Linked DNA regions of Mus musculus: region 2 is linked to region 1. A link is a contact called in public Hi-C data. All regions are on one chromosome and are shown on one strand. Each heading gives the region's core, a stretch centred on a gene start, on an enhancer-like site or on the middle of the called end of the contact. The rest is flanking DNA. Distances are from core to core; before and after follow the strand shown.

Region 1 (5,063 bases), core at 1,778-4,277:
AAAAGAATTATTCTTAAATCTGTCTGACTCGGAAATAAGTTAACAAACAGCTTTTATTCTAAATTAACACTCCAAAAGGGGGCAGGGGACAGGGATGGAGGGATAGAAAAGAGCTATCAGACCTCATACCAGATTGAAAAAAAAAATACTATTATCTCTTTAAAAAGAAACTTCATTTTTTTCAATGGAAAATTTCTTTATGAGAGCAAGGAATAATAATAATTTTAAGTCCCTCAGTTAAATCACAGAGCTGCTTCTCATCAGACTTGTAAAAATTTCATGAGGAGTACGTTTAGCCTCAGCAGCACATCTGTACAGGTATAGCACAAATCTGAGTCAAGCCCATTGCTTGTTTGGTGCTATTGAAAAAAGGAGAAAAACAATTCTGAAGGCACCACTCCTGTTCTTGACAAGGGAAAATGTTTTACGGAAGAAACCGGGTGCAGTGACACGGGCCTACAATCCTGGCCCCTGGGAATCAGAGACCGGGATAGGGAGTTCACAGCTATCTTTGGCTATGTCAAGAGTTTAAGGCAAGCCTGGATTTGAAACTATGTCTCAAAAACCAGGGCCTATGAAGAGGACCCAGTGGGCAAAGTGCTTGCACATAAACAATAGAAGCAGAGTTTGGACATCCAGAGCCCAAGGTGACTCTGTGTGTGGGTGTGCAGGGTGCCTGCCACCCCGTCACTCAGTGGGCAGAGGGGCATTCCCAGAGCAAGCTGGCTAGATAGACTAGCTCACTTGGCAAGTTCTGGACACAATACAGAGCCATCGAGGAAGACATCCAAAGCCCAAGTGTGCACACAGATGTGTGTGCACACCACATACACAGACATACTCTCAAATGACCAACATTTGAGATTATCAAAGGGTAACAAAAAATTAAAAGCCAAAAGAGAGCAAAAGAAAGCAAATACATGACCCGAGAGCTTTACTTGGATTAAGTTTAGAAAGGGGGAAAAAATCATTTTTTTGTTGTTATTTTAAAATGGAGCCTCACTATTTGGCCCTGGCTGTTCTAGAGCTTGCTATGTATCTCAGGCTGGCCTTAACTAGGTTTTAACTGAGGATGGCCTCCAAATCCTGATGGTCTGCCGAGTGTTGGGATGGCAGGGGAGTGGTCCCACAGCTAGCTTCAGTTAATCTTCGACACAAAACAGTCATGCGTAGTCACAGTACAACGTGGTCATCTACACGTGTATAGTGACAAATCCGATTAGGGTGACTGGTGTATCTGCCATCTAAATATTTATCATTTATTTGTTCTGAGAATGCTCAAAATCCCATTGGAAATATTCAGCTAATGGGGATCAATATTTACAACAGTTATTCAATGGGTCCAGATGCACCTCTGTTATCTGTGAACCTCCAGCCTCCGTGTCCCCTTCCTGTCCCCTCCCCTTCCTGAGTTCTGGACTCAGGATTCAGATTAATTTTCAGTTTCCTTTATAGGTGGCAACATGTGATATTTATCTCTCTGTGCCTCTCTCTGTGCCTGGCTTCTGCGATACGCTTTTAAACAGCTATCTGCTGCCAGTCTCACTATATCCCGCTGTTCTGGGTGGAAGCTTTTATCCTCTTATGGTTCTAGGTTTCGGCTAGGTTGTAAATGCATTTGGTGGCCACGATTGTTTTCCGTTTCCCTGGAGTGGAGATGGGGCTTCAGGATCTGGTCCTGGGTCCTGGATGGGAGTGGGTGCTTCCTGTTTTGGCCCTTCCTGGCACAATGCCTTGTGGGTCCTAGTGACGGCCTGTCTCTCATCCCAGCCGCCTTTATGGACTCCCCAAAGCACCAGAGTCCGTTATTTTGTTCTAAAGCACAGACACAGTTGTAAAACTGGCTTTCTGTCTTTTCTGTAGGTCTTCTTTTGTTTAGGACCAGGGACAAGGGACTGAGGTGCATATTTTACACACCAAAGCAGGCCTGGCCTCCAGGTTCTCCCAGCATCCCTCAGTCCTTACCTGGTATACCCCACCCCCAACCCTAAACTTTCTAGCCCAGAGGCTGGGCGGCCCTTCTTTCAGAGGCTCCTCTCTGTATAATCCAGACATTTTGGTCTCCCTGCTCTCCCTCTTTCTCTCTCCTTCTCTTTTTCTGTACCCTCTCCCTTCCCCCACCCCCTTTTTCTCCCCACGGTGACTTCCCTGGCCTAGGTCCTTGGGGCCAGTGAATTCATCCTCCTGAAAGCATCCTCCCAATAAACCTGCATTTAACATAATCTAATCTGGTTTGAATGGACTCATTTCACTGTGGGGAGAAATAGACACAGGAAGAATAAGTATATGAGCAGGCTAAGACCAGCATCTTAAGATTAGGAAGTGGTGAGCTGGGGCTGGCCCTCAGTTGGCAAAGGGCTTGCCTTTCAAGCAGGAGAACCTGAGTTTGATTTCCCAGAACCCAAGTTAAAAGAAAACAAACAAACAAACAAACAAACAACAACAAACAGTCTGGTGTGATGGTGTACACTTGTAATTCCAGTCAGCACTGGTAAGGCAGAGACAGGCAGATTCCTGGGGCTTGCTGGCCAAGTCGTCTAGCCTGCTTGGTGAATTCCAGGCTAGTGAGAGACCCTGTTAGAGAGAGAGAGAGAGAGAGAGAGAGAGAGAGAGAGAGAGAGAGAGAGTCTCTTCTGACTTCCACACGTGTGCTATGCCATCCATTGCACCCCCATATATGTATGTAAATAAATAAATAAATAAATGTAATTTGAAAAATGGTGGTTGATGGACACCCGAGGAATAAGAGCTTTAGGCTGTCCTCTGTACACATACACACATACACATACATCAGGCACACATGAACTTGCACACACATTTAGAAAATAACAGAAAGTAAGCCTGCCTCTTGGGCTTCTGACACATGCTAGTTACCTTTGTATTGCTGTGAAAGATCACCTAAAGAATAGCACAAGGGGTGAAAGGTTATTTTGGTTCACATTTTCAGTTCATCACAGTGAGGAGGTGTGGTGGAACAACTCAGCTCGTGGCTGCATGAGTATTGTGGGTCAGCAAGGCAGGAACTAGGAGCCAGCTATGACCTCACACCACTGAGTCCAACTCCTGTTCTTCTACTTCTACCAACTAGACTCCACCATTTAAAGGTACCCCACCCCAAACAGCGCCACCACCTGGAGGTCACCCGTCAATATCATGAGTTTGTAGAAGACATTTCAGATCGGAACTGTAACATGACACATGCGTGCTGGGCTTTAGGGTCACTTGGGTCCTGTGACCTGTGTGGTTTTGCAAGTCACTGGGACCCAAGAGCACTTGAACTGAATGCTTGTCTCCTCCAGGGACAATTCTGGTCCTCTCCAGCTTGGACTGGCTTACCAATACCATGGCAACCCCCACAGTGACTTTCCACTTTAGCCCCGTGACACAAGCCAAAGCAACTGTGACAGCCAAACTCTTCTTTGTTTTGCCTCCGTTGTCTACAGTCTACATAATTTAGACAATAAATATTCAATGAATGCCTGAGCAGATGAACATGTGAATGAATATGAGTGAACCTTCTCTGACTCAGAGGACAGTCACCATCACGAGTCAGGAGAGAGACTCATCTCGGAGTCAGTGACTTCAGCGGGCCGAGTGGGAGGATCGTGGGTGCGCTCAACCCGGGAGACGGGGCAGCTTCTATTCTGATGCTGCTGTGAGGCATAGCTATCTGGAGTGTCCTCAGAAGCTGGGTCTAGGTTTGTCTCTTACAGTCTCCTAGAGCCTACTGTGCTGGCAGAGTGTTGCAAAGCAGTGTTTGCATCTGCGTTGATTTCTCAGAAAGGCTTCTGATTCCATTTGCATGCTTACAGCAGCCAAGCAGCCAGTTCCCTTGCATGATGTCACTTTTTGGATACATTGTAAGCATACCGTCTTGCCTAGAAGACTTGGTACAGTCAACAGTTTGTTCGTTTGTTTTCTGCAGTAGCAGGAGGAAAAGTGAGGTAAAAATTTACATAGAAGTCCAGGAAATAAAAGGCTCAGAGGGTGACAAGTGAGACTTCAGGAGGCGCCAAAAGGGGGGACATGATCTGGGTGTGGGGAGGAGACTGAGACAAGATTTGGAAGCCCTGTGGGTAAGGATGAGATCAATGATCACTGCAAATGACTTCTGCAAATCTCTACCAGGGTTTTATTTGTAATAATTTTGACTGTTAGGAGACCTAAGGATTCCAAATACGGAGACAGGTTCTTGTTACCTGAAATTGGCTTCAAGCTAAAGCACAGAGGGTGACCTTGAAGTCTTCATTCTTCTGCCACTTATCAAGGGCTATGATTACAGGCATGCACCACCATGCACAGTTGATGAGGCGCTGGGCATTAGTGCATGCCAGTCAAGAACTCTACCAGCCAAGCCACATTGCTACCTACAAGCAGCTTAGTTATGTCCCCAGGTATGCACTGATTGAGGTAGACTCTGAACACAGACCTCTATAGTTGGGTAGGTTCTATTCAGAGCCCTGGAAGAGTTGGCACAGAGCAGGCTCCAGTATAAATGATATTAGCAGATTTTTTAAAATGAGGGACTATATATGCTCGGCCCAGGGAGTGGCACTATTAGAAGGTATGACCCTGTTGGAGTAGGTGTGTCACTGTGGATGAGGGCTTTTAAGACCCTCATCCCCTCATCCTAGCTGCCTGGAAGGCAGTATTCTGCTAGCAGCCTTTAGATGAAGATGTAGAACTCTCAGCTCCTCCTTGGCCATGCCTGCCTTTATGCTGCCATGCTCCCACCTTGATGATACTGGATGGACCTCTGAACCTGTAAACCAGCTCCAATTAAATGTTGTTCTTATAAGAGTTGGCTTGGTCATGGTGTCTGTTCACAGCAGTGAAACCCTAAGTCAATGAGTAATGAGAATAAGTGCTAAATTTGTGTTGTGGTGAGCATTTCAGGTAGTATTAGATATATAGGAAATTTCCAACCTGAATAGTCTTAACATACCATGTAATGAGTTCATTATGACACCTTCTTCACACATGCAAATCATGTGCTTTGCTTACTTCCCCCGTTACTCTTTCTTTTTGTTTTTTGTTTTTGTTGTTGTTGTTGTTTTGTTTTT
Region 2 (4,910 bases), core at 271-2,770, 210 kb after region 1:
AATGACTACGAAATCTTACAAAGTTTAGTCCTTTCTGGATAATATTAAAGTTTGTAAGATTGTTTTGTTAGAGGTTGTCCTCTTTCCCCCAAAATAAAAAATGAAACAAAACAAATAAACCATGAGTCACAGCAGGGTGGCTATATTGACTTTGGATTTGAGAGAAGAGGAAGGCCTGATGATTTCAGCTTCAAGAGCCCCAAGTCATTGTCTTTCCGTTGGCTCCTATGTTGGGTTGCTGTAAGAAAATCTAGAGTCATAGCCCTTAATTAATGATGAAAGTTCAGGAAACATTTTCTATCTCTAGAAATACAGACTAGAAACAGAAAGAACAGGAAAATTGAGAGTAAGCACAATCCTGAGGTAGACCTTCCCCATCACATGGGAGACCGTTACAGTTGTATCCAGAGCAGCAGACTTACGACTGCCTTTGTGTGACTTAGCTTTGCTCAGCATCATCTCCAGTGTTCTCTCACTTTCTTATAGCTAGGCAAAACAAGAAACCTGCCTGTAGTGGGAATGATATTGTTTCCTGGGATGTCATGAGCCATTTGATAAGCTGAGGGATGTGGGGTGCTCACAGCCAGACAGTCTAAATGCCTTTATTTTGTAGCTTCTTTGTGAATTAGAGAGCTGCTTTTGGGAAGCAAATATGCATGCATTGATGTGTTTTGTTTGAAATGGAGTCTCCTGCAGCCCAAGGTGGCCCAGAACTCTTGATCTATCTACCTTCACCTGTGGAATGCTAGTATTATGGGAGTGTGTCACTGTGCCTAGTTTATGATGCTGAGATTGAAACCTATCAGGACTTTGTGTATGTTAAGAGAGCACTTTACCAACCAGGTTACAGTGTAGCATGCATTAGTTAAGACTGAAAATTGATGCCAGGGTGTCAATTCTTATTTAATGAATGAGTGCTAAAAATCATTAAAAGGTCTTTTAAGAAGAGCAAATGCACTCGCCAGTATAGAGACTTTGTCTTCCTAAAGCAGGGCAATCTTCCCCAGAGTAGACAGAACCTACAGCTCCCTTTACATGGCTTTCCTGTTTGCAGCTGATATGGTCAGTCTCATCCCAAAAGGGCTTTTTCTCCCCTCGCTACTTGATTGTAGAAAATGAGACTTGACCTTCAACCTGGACAGACGCTTCTAGCTCTCCTTGTAGCTATTTCGTGAAAACGTGAACCCATCGTACTGTGTGCTAGGGATTTACTAGAAGTGGCCTTTTTGAGGTGGTGGTGTTTATCTTTTTATCACTACCAGACACGTGGTATTATCTTAGCATTTGCAATTCTTTCTGAGAAAAAGAATGCAAAAACTGAAGGATTAGCCAGTGCGTTTGAAAATGGTGTTTTTGAAAACACTTCAAGATAGAGGACAGAATCCAATGGTAACTCGAGAAAAAGGAATGGTTTAAGATAGTCACTTTCCCTGTTTGAATTTCACACTTTCTCTTTCCTGTCTGTGCAGAAGCCATTTGCTGGAGAGAAGGTTTAATCAAAACTGAGTCATAGGTTTGACTTCCAAAAATACCACAAGGCTGTCTTTCAGCACTCTTTCCTCATGTCTTCTACCTCTACAGTGTTCCAGGATTATAGTCACTGAATTCTAAATCCCATGGCTAGCTGCTGTGAATACTATGGCATTAAACTCTTTCTGACGTGTGTCTTGTCACGAGAGTGTGAACAAACCATTGGTAGCCTATGGTAAGATGTGTGAGGAGAAAATAAACAGATTTGCAAGGACACTCTTAAACCAATCACTACACAGTTCCAAAACCACCTGTTGGCCTCATTAAGGGATTCTATATGCATGGGGTTTCAGCATTTAATAAGTTAATGCCTTCAAAGATTTGAGCTTTAACGACCAGTTGGGAATTTTAGCTTGGAAAGAGCTCTTGTGTTACAGGTAAAGAGGTTGGCTGTCTTTAATATTTCTAGTCTTTTTGGCTCCAGTGTCCTAATGCTTTCCATAACTCTGTTTTAGCTTCTATCTGTTTTTAAGGAAGAATGATGTTCAACAAAAACTCAACTGGCTTATGCAGGCATCCTCAAACTCTATTTGCTTCTCCTGTCTCAGCCTCATGAGGGCTGGGATTAAGTCACACTTGTTTGGTGACCATGTTTTCTTTTCTTTTTTTGCAGCACACAATATAATTGCTTTATGACACGATTGATTCTCAAAATTGGGTCATTTTGAGTCTGTGTTTTGTATTTTATTATTTTAGAATTTCACTTGTTTTGGTCCAAAGTACCTCCTACTCCTTCCCTTCCCATTTCCCACATTCTCCTCTGCCATTTGAAAGTATAATTTTAGTGTAAGAATTTGAATATGCTTACTTTTACTTCATTTTTCCTCTGCTTAGCTATCATGAGATCTGCTCCATTTGTTCTAAGACTTTATTGAGGGACAGAGTCAACTCTGATCCTTCCTTAGATATGGACATTAAAATAACAAAATCAAGATTCAGAACTATCTATAAACTGTTAGGGGTGGATGGAGATATCTGACATAATATTCACGTCCCTGAATTCTACTATGTTTGATTCAAGATGACAGCCTTGAACTTACTATCTTTGCGTAGGTGATAATGGCTCTGTTCTTGCCAGTGAGTAGACACTGTGTTGGGCTTTGGGCTTCTGAAGCTTATGGCTGTTACTCATTACCACCATAATGTCTGAAGCTTCATTTGTATTAGTAGAATCTGAGTTTACCTTCTTATTTGTGATACAGTCAGACTTTAAAGCTGGCATTGGTACCCTGTTTACCCACCTCTCCAGCACATTGGTCAGCCTCGTATAAACTCAGAAGTTTTTCCCTGTCCCCTTTTTATTTTTCACTTGGCCTTAAGTTCTGATAAGAACAGCTGTTGTGAATTATGCACTCGATGACTCTTTTGTAAATAAAGCTGGGATCCTGAGTAGTGACAATTGTTTGTCCCTGGGAATCTGAAAAGCTATTTTGAATCAAGACCATAGCAAACACACAGGAACTAAGGTTTTTTTCTGATTGTTTGGTATTTGCTTAACACCTTTCAGTCTCTCATTACATGTCATATCTAATTCTTCAAGGAGAAGTGGGACTATGGGATAAAATACCACATGCACTAGCAAGTCAAAGCATATTTTGGGTTATTATTTAGCTGGGCAGAGGTATTCAGACTCAACTGAAAGTGCCATGTGACTTGAAGAGCTGGTGAGTTGGTTAACCAAATTTGGACAGAGCTATATTGTGTAACTGACATCAGTGGAGATTAAATAGCTTGGGGGTAGGGTGGGCTGGGGGAGAAGCAAGGAGGATAACAAGGAAACAAGCGCCCGTTAGATGTGAACCTGTACACTGGGACTTTGTTAGCCAAGATGCTGTGAACTTTCCCATTGCGATGAAAATCTTAAAAGATACAGCTTTTGAGGTTGAGTTCCCTTGGATTCTGTGAACTTGTTAATAGAAGTGACAGCTAGATTCTACAATCCTCCTGCTGGAGTCTTCTCAAGTACATTTTCCTTTTTAACTTCCTTGGGGATCTTCTCTTTTCCCCTATTATCCCCCTTCTTAGACTTTTGTAATCCTAAGCTGTATACAGAATTGTCAGTAAAACAGGCCATTTCGAGAAATAACCTTTCATGTCTTTTAATGATGGAAACAAGAAAACAAAGAGAAAGCCCATGAGCAGTGAGAACTTGCAGGACTCCTTCTTTTCTCCCCGCTGCTTCATGATCATTTCTTTCTCTGTAAGCCAGAATTAAAAGCAAAACAAAGTTTTAGCCAGGAAACATTACAAGGATCTATACAAATACTTCATACCTGCTCTTGTGCCAATGGGTGCTGGGCAGGGGAAGAATGAAGGGGCAGGGACTGGGAGGGAATTCTACCTGCAGCCCGCCCGCTTCCTTTAGAATGCTGAGCTACAGAGTGAGACTTTGTTTAAAAACAAAACAAAACAAAACCCAGCAAAAGTCATGTCACTAAAATTGCAAATGTTATGATTGATTTTTGATAAATGAACTATGAGCAATAGAATCATACTGATAAATCTTTAGTGTGCATAAATGCTTTTATATATTTTTATTTAATTTTGACATTATTAAATAAAGTGTACTGTGCTAGAGCAAAAGGCTGCTATAGGAATGTAACTGGTATAGTAGCTTAAAGAACAGAGAAGTTTTCTATGAAAATTGTTTATGGGGCATGTTATAGGTCATGACTCTGCTCTATAAGGTTATCCAAAGATACAAACTCCTTCCTCGAATTCCCAAGGTCAGAGCAGAATACTCTTGTGATTTGTGTGGTCGGATGTAGAAAGCTCTGCTGATGCTGGTAGGGATAAGAAAGAGCTTGGATGGAAGGTTTAACCACCAGAGCCATCAAATTCTTAGGAATAAAGAATTAGTCATGCATTGGAAGATGGCACAGTGATGTGTACATACCCACATGTATGAGTATGGAGATCATAGATAATCCTCAGATGTGTTCCCCACTCACTCACTGGGAGAGAGGGAGAAAGGGAGAGGGAGAAAGATAAATTTTTTACATATATATAAATATGTAATACTATGTATGTTCCATATATAATATGTAAATTAAATTTTGTGTGTTTGTGTGTGTGTGTGTGTGTGTGTGTGTGTGTGTGTGTGTGTATTTGCCTGAATGTGTGTCCACTGTGTGCATATGGAGGCCAAAAGAAGCCTGACCCCCTAGGACTGGAGTTAAGTGTTGTAAGCTTTGATGTGGGTGTTACAAATTGAATTCCAGTCTTCTGGAGGGAGTAGCAAGTGCTTTTAACTGGTGGGGTGTTTTTTTTTTTTTTCTATCCTTCTATCTTATTTTTTTGAGACAGTCTATCATTGAACCTGGAGCTCACTGTTGGCTAGACTGTGTAAGCAGAAAGTCCCAGGGACTCTTCTGACTCTG

The links. Hi-C and Micro-C count contacts between places; a contact is called where the count stands out from the background.
Region 2: a Hi-C map of muscle stem cells shows a contact between it and region 1, with 2.4 times the contacts expected there. The contact joins two enhancer-like sites. A contact is called at or near these places in 1 of 15 datasets of contacts at CTCF or cohesin (large pre-B cells), 2 of 484 Hi-C or Micro-C datasets (cortical neurons and muscle stem cells), 2 of 115 datasets of contacts at active chromatin or transcription factors (cardiomyocytes and fibro-adipogenic progenitors) and 1 of 9 other capture datasets (embryonic stem cells).

What each region holds. Positions count from the first base shown.
Region 1 is chr13:9,236,239-9,241,301 of GRCm38.p6, forward strand. No RefSeq gene overlaps it. Among named protein-coding and RNA genes, the nearest start is that of Dip2c, 38 kb to the right of the region's middle. Within about 2 kb of position 3,028, at least 67 of the 459 cell types and tissues checked have an H3K27ac peak or open chromatin away from gene starts, as enhancers often do. A contact at or near this core is called in muscle stem cells, where this site is marked.
Region 2 is chr13:9,448,936-9,453,845 of GRCm38.p6, forward strand. All of the region lies in intron 1 of Dip2c (disco interacting protein 2 homolog C), which reads left to right. Among named protein-coding and RNA genes, the nearest start is that of Dip2c, 170 kb to the left of the region's middle. Within about 2 kb of position 1,521, at least 17 of the 459 cell types and tissues checked have an H3K27ac peak or open chromatin away from gene starts, as enhancers often do. A contact at or near this core is called in muscle stem cells, where this site is marked.